Regions from separate parts of the Sus scrofa genome. Here region 1 is linked to region 2. Evidence: chromatin contacts called from public Hi-C data. All regions are on one chromosome and are shown on one strand. Each heading gives the region's core, a stretch centred on a gene start, on an enhancer-like site or on the middle of the called end of the contact. The rest is flanking DNA. Distances are from core to core; before and after follow the strand shown.

Region 1 (6,748 bases), core at 3,999-6,498, 360 kb before region 2:
AGAACCTTGGCGTTCTCTTGTGGTACAGCAGGTTGAGACTGACCTCACTACACTGGTTCCAATCACTGAGGCACGGGTTCCATCTCTGGCCCAGGAAATTCTATATGCATGGGTATGAGGTCTAATTTGCTGACTATCTTCTCCTCTTCCCTCCTCATAGAGGGAGTGAGCTGGACCCCCAAGAAGGTATTCTGCAGCGTCTCAGTCCCCTGGGGGTCCCACTGGGATAAAGCCACCACCTTCATGTAGAGGAATCATTGGATGAACAATTGGCCCATTGGAAGTTTGCTGGGAAGCTGTCAGCAGCCTAAAATGCCTGATTTAACCACCATGGTCCTGCTGAGCCCTACATGTTCGCCAAGTGGCTGGGTGGGTGGAAGAGTTGCTGTTCAGACGTCAACTGGGTCACATCCCTTCACCAAGTCCCAGGGGAAGGAGGGTTCTTGGTGGGGTCAAAGTATGGATTGGGATGAACTGACACTTTGGGATGGATGTAACCAGCGGACAGGGCTTCGCCCTCAAAAGACAACCTCAGTACCACCAGCCTGCCCAGCCCAGTAGGGAAGAGTCAGAGCATGTGGGGTGTTTTGGGGGGCCACCTTGGACCCCACCTGAGACCCAGCCATGGGAGGAAAATAAGCACCAAAAATGCACTTGGATGAACACAAGTGTCATCCCCCCAGTCATCCTTTCAGCCACGCACAGACGGGATGGACAAGGGAGAATTAAATACAATTGAAAAATCATGGGGTAGTGATTAGGATTAGGGGAGCAAGAAAGAGATAGGGATGGGGCCTCCTTGAAAAGAGATTTTAAATTGAGTTCTGGATGGCAGAAGATGTTCACTGTAAAGAAGAGAACAAGAGGAGTTCCTGTTGTGGCTCAGCAGTAACAAACCCAACTAGTATTCATGAGGACGTGGATTTAATCCTTGCCCTCACTCAGTGGTTTAAGGATCCAACATTGCCATGAGCTATGGTGTAGGTTGCAGACATGGCTCGGATCTGGTCTTGCTGTGGCTGTGGTGCAGGCTGGCAGCTACAGCTCCAATTTGACCCCTAGCCTGGGAATGTCCATATGCTGCATGGGTGTAGCCCTAAAAAGACAAAAAAAGGGGGGGAGGGGACATGAGAAAGGCTGAAATGTGGATAAATGCGCACCATACTCACCAGTGATCCACACCGAATCAGGGAAGCCACCCCCAGATTCCTGACCACCAGAGCCCTGTGAGGTGATTGATACACATTTACTATTTCAAGGTACTAAGCTTGGGGGCACTTTGCAAAACAGCAGTAGCTAACTAATACATCCAGATTTCTTTAGGAGCTCCAGGTCCCAGAGATCCCAAATTCACTTCGGGATGGTTACACTTTCCTCCAAGTTTGGTGGTCCAACCCAACCACCATGTAGACAGTTCAAACAAAGGGGTTTCATTAAGATCTGGGCATTAAGGTGTAAGGGTTATCCGTGTACTTCTGGGATTCAAATCCCAGTTTAGCCACTGAGTAACAACAGCAGGTCGTGGGGCAAGTCAGTCAACCTCTCTGAGCCTGTTTCCTCCCATGCACAACAGGGATGTCAGGAATCACTGAGGGTTGAGGGGGTTGCTCTAGTTACTTAATTTCTCTTTTATCTTCCCTCCTGGAAGGTAGAGTTGTGTCCCCTAAAATGATACATTTAAGTCCTTACCCCTGGTAGCTGGGACTAGGACCTTGCTCAGAAACAGGGTCTTAGCAGATATAATTAAATAAGATGAGGTCATACTGGAGTAGGGTGGCTCCAAATCCAGTGACTAGTGTCCTTATAAGAAGAGGGATGTTTGGGCATTCCCGTTGTGGCTCAGTAGGTTAAGAATCTGACGAGCATCCATGAGGATGCAGGTTCCATTCCTGGCCTCACTCAGTGGGTTAAGGATCCAGCGTTGCACAAGCTGCGAGGTAGGTGGCAGATGTGGTTTGGATCTGATGTGGCTGTGGCTGTGGTGTAGGCCTGCAGCTGTAGCTGATTTGACGCCTAGCCAGAGAAACTCCATATGCCACAGGAGTGGCTGTAGAAACAAAACAAAACAAAAAAGGGAGTTCCTGTCGTGGCTCAGTGGTTAACAAACCCAACTAATATTCATGACAGCGTGGGTTTGATCCCTGGCACCGCTCAGTGAGTTAAGGATCTGGCGTTGTTGTGAGCTGTGGCGTAGGCTGGCAGCTATAGCTACGATTCAATCCCTGGCCTGGGAACCTCCATATGCCACAAGTATGGCCCTGAAAAGACAAAAGACAAAAAAAGAAAAGGGACCTTTGGACACACACAGATGGCCATGTGAGGACAGAGGCAGAGACTGGGGTGACACATCTGCAAACCAAGGCCACCCGCACCACCAAAAACTGGAAGAGCAGGAAGGATGCTCTCCTGAAGAACTTCAGAGGGAGCAGAGCCTTGCTGGCCAAAGCCTTGACTTTGGACTTTGGACTTCCCGCCTCCAGAATGGGAAAGAATACATTTCTGTTGTTTTAAGCTCCCCAGGTTTGTGGTTGTTACAGCAGGCGCCCAGAAGGGAATGCAGGAAAGGAATGCGAACCTCTTTCCACCAGGTGGCAGAAAGCAAACCTCAATCAATGCCGGGTAATTCAATCAATTCACTTTTCCTGGGGCCAGGCTAAGTTCATGTGGTGGCTGGGAGCAGGGCCAGCTGGGGGCCTAGGGTCCTTGGGCAACTCCCAGCCCGGCCAGCATCTCTGGAGGGTCTCTGGCTTGCAGTTTCTTGGTCATTCATCTGTTGCCTGGAAACACACACCCTCTACCTCCAGCCTTTCGGCAGCTTCACCTGCACTGTTGTCACTTGGCTATTGTCTGTGGCCCACGTGGCCCACTGGGAGGTTCTGGGGATGAAAGAGAGAACGTGTATGAGGGGGTGGCATTGAAACCTGTCACTACCTCCCAGCTGTCACCTCTCTGTGGTCACTCCACAGCCCCCTCCCCACCCTGGGCTCTTGAGCCCCCTTCCTGGTCCACACCCAACCCAAGTGATCCTGGGGCCTCTGAGCAGCAGGGTCTGAGGTCTCCGGGGTGGGCCCAGGGGAATGAAAGAGCTTTGGAAATGCAAAGACTTTTTCTCTCCAACTTTCATCCAAACCTTGGATTCCAAGTAAACCACAACAACTCGAGAACCAAGAAAGAAATCTTAGCTTCCTCCTTCCCAAGGAGCTGTGTCATCTGCCCCCTTTCTGAGTGCTCAAGGAGGCTGTGTCCCTGCTGGCCAGGCTGGAGCAAGCAGGGGACAGTGAAAGGAAGAAGCAGAAGGAGCCACATCAGCCAAAATGGCAAATGTGACCCCAACCCCATGCTCAGGGACATCCCACAAGTGGAGACAGAGTAGCTACTCTAAAATGCTTCTGATTTCCAGAGGGACCTAGGATTTTTTTCTTTTTTAAGACCCTCAGGGAGATCCCGCGGTGGCATAGGAGGTTAAGGATTCTCAGCTGAGACTGGGATTTGATCCCTGGCTGGGAACTTCTATATGCCTTGGGTCTGGCCAAAAAAGAACCTCAGATCTGGTTCTGCTCTCACTGGCAATGGGAAGGTAATGGGAAGGTTCTAGATCTGCAGTGGGGATGGTTATCCCTAGCCACATGTGGCTACTGAGCAATTGACATTCTTTGGGCCAGTGTGCCCGAGGAACTGACTTTTAAGTTTTATTTCATTTTAATTCATTTTAATTTAAATAACCACAGGTATCCAGCAGATACCCTAGGAGACAAGACAGCCTCGGATAAACTGGTGTGTCCAGCTGACCAACGACAACCATGGAGAGGAGGGGAGCACACAGGGAGAGGCAATTAGCAGCAGACTGGACCATAAATATAATACACTTCAATTGAGGGCCAGTGGAGGGATCAAGGGCGAAAACCTTTAGTTGCCGCCAATCCGTGGCAGCCCTCACTTTCTTCTCCATAGATAAGCCACAAAACCCAATTTGTGTGTTTACATCATAACCCCTAGGGGCTGCACATCCCAAGATCTGAACCCTCAGTGGCCTATTTCCCTTACACACTCCTCACCCCCCACAAAGCACAAGATGGGGTTGTGGGGGAGATTTCTCCGGTTTGTGTGGATCCCAAGCCAGCATCCTTCCCACCCCCTCCAGGTGCAGGCAGGTATAAGAATCCCCATCAGCATTCTGTGAATTTTGAACACAACAGGGTTTAGGGCCATGGAGATTACAAGATTAGCTCCAATATAAAACAGATTTGGAGAAAAATAAGAAAGGGAGAATGGAGGCCTCCCTAAGGTGGTGACCTCTGACCCAGAGCTGAAGGTGAGGGATCCAGTCAGTGGCAGTCAGGGGAGAGACCCTCTCTGGCCCAGGGGAGAAGAGCCAGTGTAAAGGCTCTGGGGTGGGCACAAACTTGGCGTCTCACCCCAAACTCTGGACTAACGGCTTCACATCTCAGAATCCCTCCACACACCCCACCCCTAAGTCTGACATCACCCCAGGCCTAGAGTACCCACCACTCTTTCTCTCTTGGCCTTGAACCTGAGAGAGCTGAACTAGGCCAATAGTCCCAAGGCCTTTGCAGCTCCAGCTTTTGGTTCTCAGATTCTCAGAGCCTCTGTCCCTGGGCTTGAAGAGCAGCAGGGAAAATTCGCTGATAAAATGCACAGCCCTGGGTTTGGCTCCTGGGAAGCCTGGAACTAAAAAAGTTCAGTTTTTTAATATTGAGGAAAAGGGTCTTAGTGCGTATCTAAGGACTAGAGCGAGACTGCCCTACCTAAGATCCCCCCACTTCCACTCTCAGCGCCCCACCCCACCCCCGCCTCCCAGCCACGAGTCACTCCTGGGTAAGACGAAAAAATTATAAGGCTTCTCACCAAACAAGGCAACTACAAGCCTCCCAGGCCCTCCCCAAGTTCTACCCTCTCAGACCCCCAAACCCCTTGTCCTTCTAAATATCTTTACTCCAGCCTGAACCCCAAACTACCTTGACTCTGCAAGCAACCCTTTCCTGCAGCGGGACCGCGAGGGTTAAGCTGCGGCGCCGGGCGCGCTGATTGACAGTCCGGCCGGCGGCTGGGGAGAGCCGACCAATCAGCGACGGCGACCGAGACCCACGTGGGAAAGCAGCCTAGCCATTGGCCAGCGCCGCCAGCAGCCGCCCGCGGAGCCTGAGCCCACGTGCAGCTGCTCCCTGCTCATTGACCAGCTTCCCGGTTCAGGTGGCTGCGGGCCGGGGCGGGGCTGGGGCGGGCCGGGGTGGGGCCCGATGGGTCAATTGGCCCCGGGGGATGGGAGGAGGCGCTTCCAGTCTGCCTGAACTTGGCCGACCCTCGCGGCATCTTCCTGGCACCTCACGGGCCACGATCTTGAGGGAGGCGAGTAGACCCGCCGGTCTCCTGGAGGACCTCAGGGTCCCTGGGCTGGGGAGGAGGCTGGAGGGATGCTGAGGGGTAGAAGCGAAGTGAAGAAGGGTTAGGCTTGCTGCTACAGGAGTGATTGGAGTAGAGCGAAGTCTCTTTCCTCCTGAGAAATTTCTCCTAATGCACCTGGCCAACTCTTACTCATCCGTCAAAACCCCTTTCCAAATTATGTTCTCCCGTACTTTAAGAAGTTGTCTCAAAACTAAGATTGAGCTTTGGCATCCTTCTCTGGGTTTCCTCCCACCCTGACTGCTCCTGGCGGGGTGTGTAGGTGTTCAGAACCATACCCCCCCCACCACCTCATAAGGTGAGGTCCTAGGGTCCCCATCACTAATTAACACAGCTGGAAGCAACAGCGGGGTAGATGAGTGAATGTAGGATGTAGGGAATGCTGTGGAATACCGCAGGCAGGGAGGGGACTGGGGACTCAGGACTGGGTCCTGGCAGGGGTGGGTGGGAGGCCGAGGGTGGGGTAGAGCTGCTTCTGTCCCTGCCACTGCCCAGCCTTCTGTGTTCATGATCTTCTGTCTTGTTACTTTTATTAGAGTCCCTGGCTAAAGTCTTTGTGACTTCTGCCTGAAGATGACCTCTCGGGGCCATCGCAGCCCCCACGAGCACCTTCAAAAGATGGTGAGGCCTCCAGGAACTTTGGTGAGGAGGGCCTGGCTTGGCATTAGCCCCTGGGGGAGAGGGGGTAAGAGGTTGGGGGCTGGGCTCAAATCTAGTTCTCCTGCTCCTGAGAGAGGAAGAGATGTAGGCCTGTCTTGCCAGGCCTTAAGCTGGGGACACCAACCCATCATGGTTTAAGATATTTATTTATTTAGTCCTTTTAGGGCTGAACCCATGACATATGGAGGTCCCCAGGCTATGGGTCCAATCGGAGCTGCAGCTGCTGGCCTACATTGCAGCCATAGCCACAAAAACACAGGATCCAAGCTGAGTCCGCCACCTACACCTCAGCTCATGGCAATGCCAGATCCTTAACCCACTGAGCAAGGCCAGAGATCGAACCCAAATCCTCACGGATACTAGTCAGATTCCTTTCCTCTGCACCACAATGAGAAATCCTCAGTTAATATTTTATGAACCAAAAAAAAAAAAAAAAAAAAAACCTCCCCCCATTCCTTCCTAAAAGACTATTTCTAAGCTTAGGCCGGGGGCAGGCAAACTTCTCTAAAGGGCCAGAGAGTAAATATTTTCAACTTTAGGCCAAGAAGCAAAATGGAAGATGCCTGTGGGTACTTAAGTAATAAGAGAGCAAGCCAGTTATCTTCAGGTCTCAGGAAGTCCCACCCCTCCCTCCTGGGAACTGATGACCTGATTGCTGGGATACTGG
Region 2 (6,766 bases), core at 2,620-5,119:
GGTGTAGGGAACCCTGTCCTGGGAACTTCCATATGCCACAGATGCAGCCCTAAAAAAAAAAAGCAAAATGAAGACTTCAATTCCAGATAATCGAAGGATTGAAGAAAAAAAAAATTTTTAAGCATAAGCATATCCCCGAAATTGAAAGGGATATACTTGTGTTAAAAGGTCTCTTCACTGTATCCAGAATTCTGCTTTCCCTGGGCATCCTGACTTTTATGTAGCAGCACTGTTTAGGGGCAAGGTCACTTGCCCAGGGTTCAGCCAGCAGGTTATGACAGATCTGGGATAGGGGAGACAGAGGTCACAGGTCCCGGGGTTGGGGGTCGGGGGGCCGTGGTGGGTATGGGCAGTAGCTGTCAGAGCCTGACCCCCATCTCTCTGTCTCTTTCTCCCTCTCTCTCTCTTTCTCTGGGCCACCCAGTCCTGGTATCTGGGATAAGAAAGATTTCTTCCCACGCCCTGCTCCTTCGTCCCGGGAATCCCGGGGGGCTGCATAGCTGGCCCCCGGCCCACGTTTTCGGTGGAAAGCTAAAGCAAGCAAGAACACCCCGCCGACGCCCAGCCCGGCCGAAAGACAAACCATACAGACACATACACACAGGAGGAAAAAAAGAAAGAAAAAAAGGAGAAAAAAAAAAAAACAAGGGAAAAAGAAAAAAGCCACACATAAAAACAAACCCACCCAACCAAGAAGACAAAAGGTAAAGATGGCAACGCTTCGGACTCTTGGGAAGCCACGGCCGGATGGACTGGACCAGAGGGCCAGGCCCTGCCACCCCTGGGAGCCGGCGCGAAGGGGCCTCCCTAAGTTATTCATCTCCTCTCGCTGCTGCTGCTCTGGGAGGGACGGCCGCTCCCGCCTCTGCCCAGGACCAGGTGAGCGCAGCCTGGTGCCCGCGCCCGGCCAACAGGGCGGTACACCCAGCGAGGCCACCTCTCCACTGGACATCAGCTGGGCCCCTGCGACTGTTTGCCAAGTGGGGAGGCAGGCCCCACGGGGCCAGGGCCGTGGAGGACCCCAGCAGCGGGCATTGGAGGCATTGGAGGCTACCATGGAGGCCGAGGTGGGCAGGGAAGTGACGAGGGCAGAAGAGGGTTGTGGGGAGACCCCGGGCGTCGCCAGGGGCCCAGGACACGTGGCCAATACTCTCAGGAGTGTCCTGTAGTCATGGACCTCCGCCTGCCCCAGAGCGCACTGGGGACTTGGTCTTTCGCGAAGCCCCACGCCACCCGGTTTGGGAGATGTCTCTATGCAAATGACCCCCAGCCCCACCCCAGGCATAGGAGGCCACCCCACCGCACCCCAGCCCCGGCTCCACACCCCTGGGGGAGGGGGGGAGGGCTCCGAGTTGCACACACTGTAAGAAATGCACTTTCCGAGGAAGGGGCTGGGGGCGGTGGAGGGGAGAGACCCAGAGCTCCCAAGGGGGCACCCCTCTGACTCTCCTTCCACCCAAGCCCTGAAAGGGGAGGACCCCCCACTTAGCCCATGGAGGTGGGAGGTGAGAGCGAGTGGTTTAAGTGCCTGATTCCCACCGCCCGCCCCCCTCCCCTTTGTCCAGCTGGGACGCAAGTGGCCGTGGGCATCCTCCGCCCTCCTCCCCCAAAACCTGGTCCCTCCCGTCGCTGACCCCTCATTGCTATGCCTCCCTGGGAGCTAGAGAGATGGGACCCCCGCCCCAAGTGGGCCCAAGGGGCAGAGCTGGGCATCCCCCCAGCATCCTGCCATGCTGTGGCGCAGGGGTGGGATCTGGGGAAGCCGGTGTGCCCCCCCACACACACCTCCTCTGCCAGTGCCTTACATCCTGGAGCAACACCCCCTCCCTGGTGCCTCCCGGCCCAAAAGGGGACCATGGTTTGCACTTTCATCCCCCTCCCCAAAGTGGGGCACAACCGGGAGGTTCATTGCAGCTGGCCCACCAGAAGGAGAGAAAGCCAGGCCGAGTGCAGTCCACATGGCGCCTGGACGGGGAGGGTTCTGAATGGGGGTGGGGAGGGTCAGCACCTCGGGGCTCCCTGCAGCCGGTTAGGGGATCTCATCCGCTAAGCGTTTTCCGTTGAGCCGCTCCAAAAACACTAAACCTGGGGATACCAGGTGCCCCCTCACCCCAGCTGCCCAGCTCCATCCCTGCCCCCACCCCAGGATGGCCATCTTGGGTGGGGGGGCCTGGGAGGGGGTGTTAGGTGTTCTAGGGTCACCAGGCCCATCCGTCTGAGCCCCAACTGGTCTCCTCCATGCCTGGCGCTGGGGAATCTCTTCCCCACCACATCCCCCATCCCTGGGCCTAGGCCAAAGCCATTGCCCTGGGCAGGGCCTCCACCTCCTCTGCTCCCAGCCTGGCCCTCTCCTCCGGTTGCCTATACCCCGGGCCTGGTCAGCCTCCTCCCACCTCCCCAGACACCGGACTTTCCTCCCAAACGAGCCCAAGGGGCTTGGCAAACCCACTCGATCATAAGGAGAAAGACCCAAGACCCTTCCCACCAGCCCCCCTCCCGCTGTCCGGAGGGGTTTCAGAACCCTTGGTCCGGCTGTCCCCAGGGCCCCTCCACCAGGTGGCTGTTGGGGACCAAAGCATGGGTCACTCTCCGGCAGGGCAGGAGGGATGGCTCGTGCAGTTGATGGTGTCTGGAAGCTTCTCAGCTGGGAACCTTAGGGTGCGGGTAGGCGGGGTAGGGGAGGGGGCACCTGGCGGGCCCCCAGCTACCTAACTTTGCATGGTGCTTAGTCAAGGACTCCTGTGACCTGGCTCCTGACGTCAGCTCGCGGCGGCTGATATCTGCATGGCAAATTATACCTGGCTCTATCTCCCTTCCCCAGCCCTCCCCAGCCCTCCCCCCACCCCTCCTCTTTAAAAGAAAAAAAAGATACAAAAAAAAAAAACCTTAAAAAAATTCCATGTTTCCTAATTTGCACGAAATTTTCTACCACATGATGTGCCTTGCCTTCCGAAAATAAGTATTACCTTTAAACAATATCAGCGCACACAGATAGCTGCATGCACTGCTCGTGTAGTTTAAAAAAAAAAAAAAAAAAAAAGACAGTGACATGAAATAAAAAGTAAAAATTGAAAAGGGACGTATTTCTATTTGTAAAAGAAATTAAGAATTTAAAAAAGAAAAATCACATGCTTAAAAATCACATTGCTAAAAAATCAATCCATGGAACAATCGCCCTACCCCCAGCCCACCCTCAGCTCTGTCTCCACGCCTCCTGCTGCTTTGGGGGTGCCCCCTGGTGCTCTGCAACCCCTGGCCCCACCCTCGGGCTCCAGAGGGGTCATTTCTGAATCCCCTGCCCACAAGCAGCGGACAGACCTCAGGGGTGGGCCCTGAGCAAGGGCTTCTCCCCTCACTGGGCCGCTGGCCAGCCCCCCAGACGCCACGCGTGCACCCACGACCCAGGCGGTGTCCCCATGGGGGAACCACCCTGCTGGCAGCCAGACCTCCCCCACCCACCTCTCCTGCAAGCTGGCGTCCCCCTGGCTCAGGGTCACATCGCTGTCCCACCCCCACTCCTTCGTCCCCCTGTGCAGCCCCTTCCTTCTTGCCAAAGGACCCACCCGTGGAGACTGGCCTTGGGTGGCAGGTCCCTCCTGCCCCACCCACCCAGTTCCACCAAGTCTTCCAGCTGTGACTGTGGAGGGGGTCTGGTGTGAAACAAAAAGATGAAAACCAAACCCGATATATGCAATATTTGTCTGTCTGTACCTGTAGGTCTAGCTCAGCCATTGGAGGCCCGGCGGCAGGGGGCCAGGGCGTGAGGAGTGGCCGCGGGCACCGCGTCCCAAGCCCTGTCCTGGGGGCTGGCCATGCTGTTGTCTTTTACTTGGTTTTATCTTCTCTCTCTTTTTTCTTCTTTTTTTTTTTTTTTTTTTTTTTTTTTTGATTCTTTCCACTCCACCCCCCCCCCCAATTTCCTTGACTTTAACTCAACCAAAGCTGAGACAGTAGCTGTTAGTGGGGTGTCTGGGCAGGAGGACCAAAGGGCTGGGTCCTGCAACCTCAGGCCATCCCTCCTGGCCACCACTGGCCCTCCCCGCCCCCACGCCCCTCAGCCATCTCCCATGGGGATACACCAGGAGAAAGGTCCCCACTCATCCTCCAGCCGACACCTCAGATTTTCGAATTGTCTCCAGAGCCGGGTGGGGCCTTGCAGACAGGCCCTGGCTTTCATGCACCACCATATGCTCATGCCATGTTTTCTTCCAAAAAGACACCTCAGCAAGCCCCAGGGGACAGAGGGAGAGCCCAGATTGAGGCCTCCACTGGCCTTGACACTGCCCTTAAGGACTGCCCTTTGGCCTGAGAGCCCAAGGCCATGCCTGTCAGTTTCCCCAGGGCTGATTGCTGGTTTTCACTCCCCAGGCCCACGCCAGGGATGTGGGAGCAGCCAGTGGCAGAGGGAGTGGGTGGCACATCCCCACAGGACCCCTCCCCAAGGGTTTCACTGGGACCATCTTGTCCCTCATGACCCACACCTCACAGCACCCAAAGCACCACCCTTCCTGGCCCCCAGCTGTGTGTCTGAATAAGGCAGAAACACTAGCCTTTGCACTTTGGGTTCATGTCTGGGAGGGGGCGGGGGCGGGGGGCCTGCAGGGTGTGTTGGGTGGTTTTTTGATATGTATGAAACTGACATCTTGGCAAACCCCATCCCCTCCCAAGCCCACTGTCACCCACTCACCCACTGTCTATCCCATGGAGAGTCCCCTAGCCTGACCTTGGGATCCAGCCCTTGCTGTGGACTAGGGAGACCTCCCCAGTAGATGCAAGTTGCCCCATTTCTCCCTTTGGATGAGGGCACCAGACCCCAGGCGGGGTGGAGAGGGAGGTATGGAGAGGGAGCAGACCCGGCCCTGGATGCACGCGGAGATGGGGGCATCTGGGGTCCCCCGTGCCCATGGCTGAAACTCAGGTTCTGGCAGAGCCCTGAGCCCAGATCCCACTCCAAGCTAGACAATCAGACTGGAAAGGAACCCCAAAGGAGAGACTTGGGAGGGAGCGCCTTGCTGCAGCTCCCCAAGCAGCAGACAGCTCCAGAACTTTCTGTCCCCAGAGACAGCAGTGTTCCAGGAGGAAGCAGATATGGCTGGACAGCGGCCAGTGAGGCAGGACCCGGGGCCGGGAGCACCCGTCCAGCCCCTGGAAGAGACCACACACAGGGTCCCCAACCCCCACTCTGGCTTCTCCAACGGTACTTTGACTCCAGTGTAGGGCTAGAGTATACATATACATATATATATATAATTTTGGACTTTCTTTTCTCGTACTACAGATTATACAGTGGCTACTTTTTATTTTGGCCTGGATTCTCTCTGAGGCCGACTTTTCCCCTGCATCCTCCTGTCTTTCCGTTTCTGCCCCTTTGGACACTTCCTGAGAGTCTCAACTCCAAACTGACACCTCCTCCCCACCCCCACCCCCTCCCCCGCGTCCATCCATCCCTAAGCATTTCAGAGCGTGTGGGGTCCGAGCTGGCCCGGAGGCCCACCCCCCACCCACCCTCTCCCCCCAAGCGAGACGGGGGAGACAGACCCAAAGCAATCCCAGCAGGACTTGTTGCCAGCGATACCAAAACAGTCTTTTCCCAAGCAGTGCCTCACATGTCTGCTGGTGTGGCTTTGGGGTTCTCCTCCCCCACTCCCTGGGGGTCCCCCAGGCCTCAGGAAAGAGGAGGCGGGATCCAGCAGGACTAAGGGCTCCAGGAGAGGAAGAAAGTCACACACGCCCAAGCCACCACTCTCCCTGCAGCCCTTGCTTCACACCACCTGGCTAGAAGGGGACCCACTGGAAAGGGGTCGGGGCCACCTCAGCCCCCCTCCAGTTGTGAACCCCCAAAGCCCATTCCCCAAATGCATCAACACCCCATCCTCCCACCTCAGGTCCCAGCCAGGCCCCCCTGAAACCAAAGCCCCTTCAAATCCAGGGGTCCTGGCCTCTTCCCCCTCCCAGAACCGCACGTGGGGACAGAAAGGCAGAGTGCCTGAGGATAGAACGCAGGTCGTGGGGGGCAGTGGTGGGTTGGTGGGGAGAGAGGGAGAGACCCATTTTCCTCTCTGAACTTTCTTTCCTCTTTTTTCTTCATCTCTTTTCTTTCTAAGATTTTTTAGTGGTGTTGCTGTTCATTCTTTTCCCTCAGATATTTTTTGAGTTTTTTTTCCCCATTTTGTATTTTACCAATATTACCAGGATAGTTTACTCTCTGTTTCTCGCTTTCTGCTTGCTGCACACAATGGATAAACACACACACACACACAGACACACACACACACACACACACCCATGCTCATGAACCCATGTCATGAGAAGGTTCGGGCCAGGCCCACTACCCACCTTGTGCCCCTCCTCCTCCCTAAGGTGGGGACAGGATGGGGGACCAGGGGACGTGGGGCAGAGCCAGGCCCAGCCTTCTCCTGGCCCGGCTCCCCCGCCCTGCTCCTTCACATCATACTCCGATCATAACCTTGTATATTAAGCAGTCATTTCGGTTTTCCGCGGACGCGCCTACCTAAGTACCATTTACAGAAAGTGACTCTGGCTGTTATTATTTTGTTTGTTTGTTTCCCTATGCAAAAAAAAAAAAATGAAAAAAAGAAAAAAAATGAAAGGGGGGGTTCCATAAAAGATTCAATAAAAGGCAAAAAAAAAGAAAAAAGAAAAAATGTATAAAAATTAAACAAGCTATGCTTCGACTCTTTCTGGCTGTCTCGGGTCCTCCTTTCTGTTTGAGCTGTTCTGCGTTGTGTGCCCAAGCCAAGGGGCA

What was found. Hi-C and Micro-C count contacts between places; a contact is called where the count stands out from the background.
Region 1: a contact with region 2 is called in a Hi-C map of subcutaneous adipose tissue, with 2.1 times the contacts expected there. The contact joins the promoter of TLE6 here to the promoter of LOC102159087 in region 2. A contact is called at or near these places in 8 of 47 Hi-C or Micro-C datasets (embryonic fibroblasts, epiblast stem cells, fetal heart ventricle and 5 more).

Annotation. Positions count from the first base shown.
Region 1 is chr2:75,549,176-75,555,923 of Sscrofa11.1, reverse strand. It overlaps TLE6 (transducin-like enhancer protein 6), which reads left to right and starts at 5,248. Exons shown (of 15, transcript XM_021084155.1): 1 at 5,248-5,367; 2 at 5,958-6,063. The coding sequence starts at 5,995. LOC110259369 (a long non-coding RNA gene) reads right to left here and starts at 5,205. Exons shown (of 5, transcript XR_002341701.1): 1 at 4,977-5,205; 2 at 4,507-4,689; 3 at 2,576-2,876; 4 at 1,170-1,224.
Region 2 is chr2:75,189,422-75,196,187 of Sscrofa11.1, reverse strand. LOC102159087 reads left to right here and starts at 3,869. Exons shown (of 1, transcript XM_005654706.3): 1 at 3,869-6,617. The coding sequence starts at 4,770. The coding sequence ends at 5,699. NFIC (nuclear factor 1 C-type) reads left to right here. Exons shown (of 10, transcript XM_021084131.1): 10 at 425-3,044. The coding sequence ends at 708.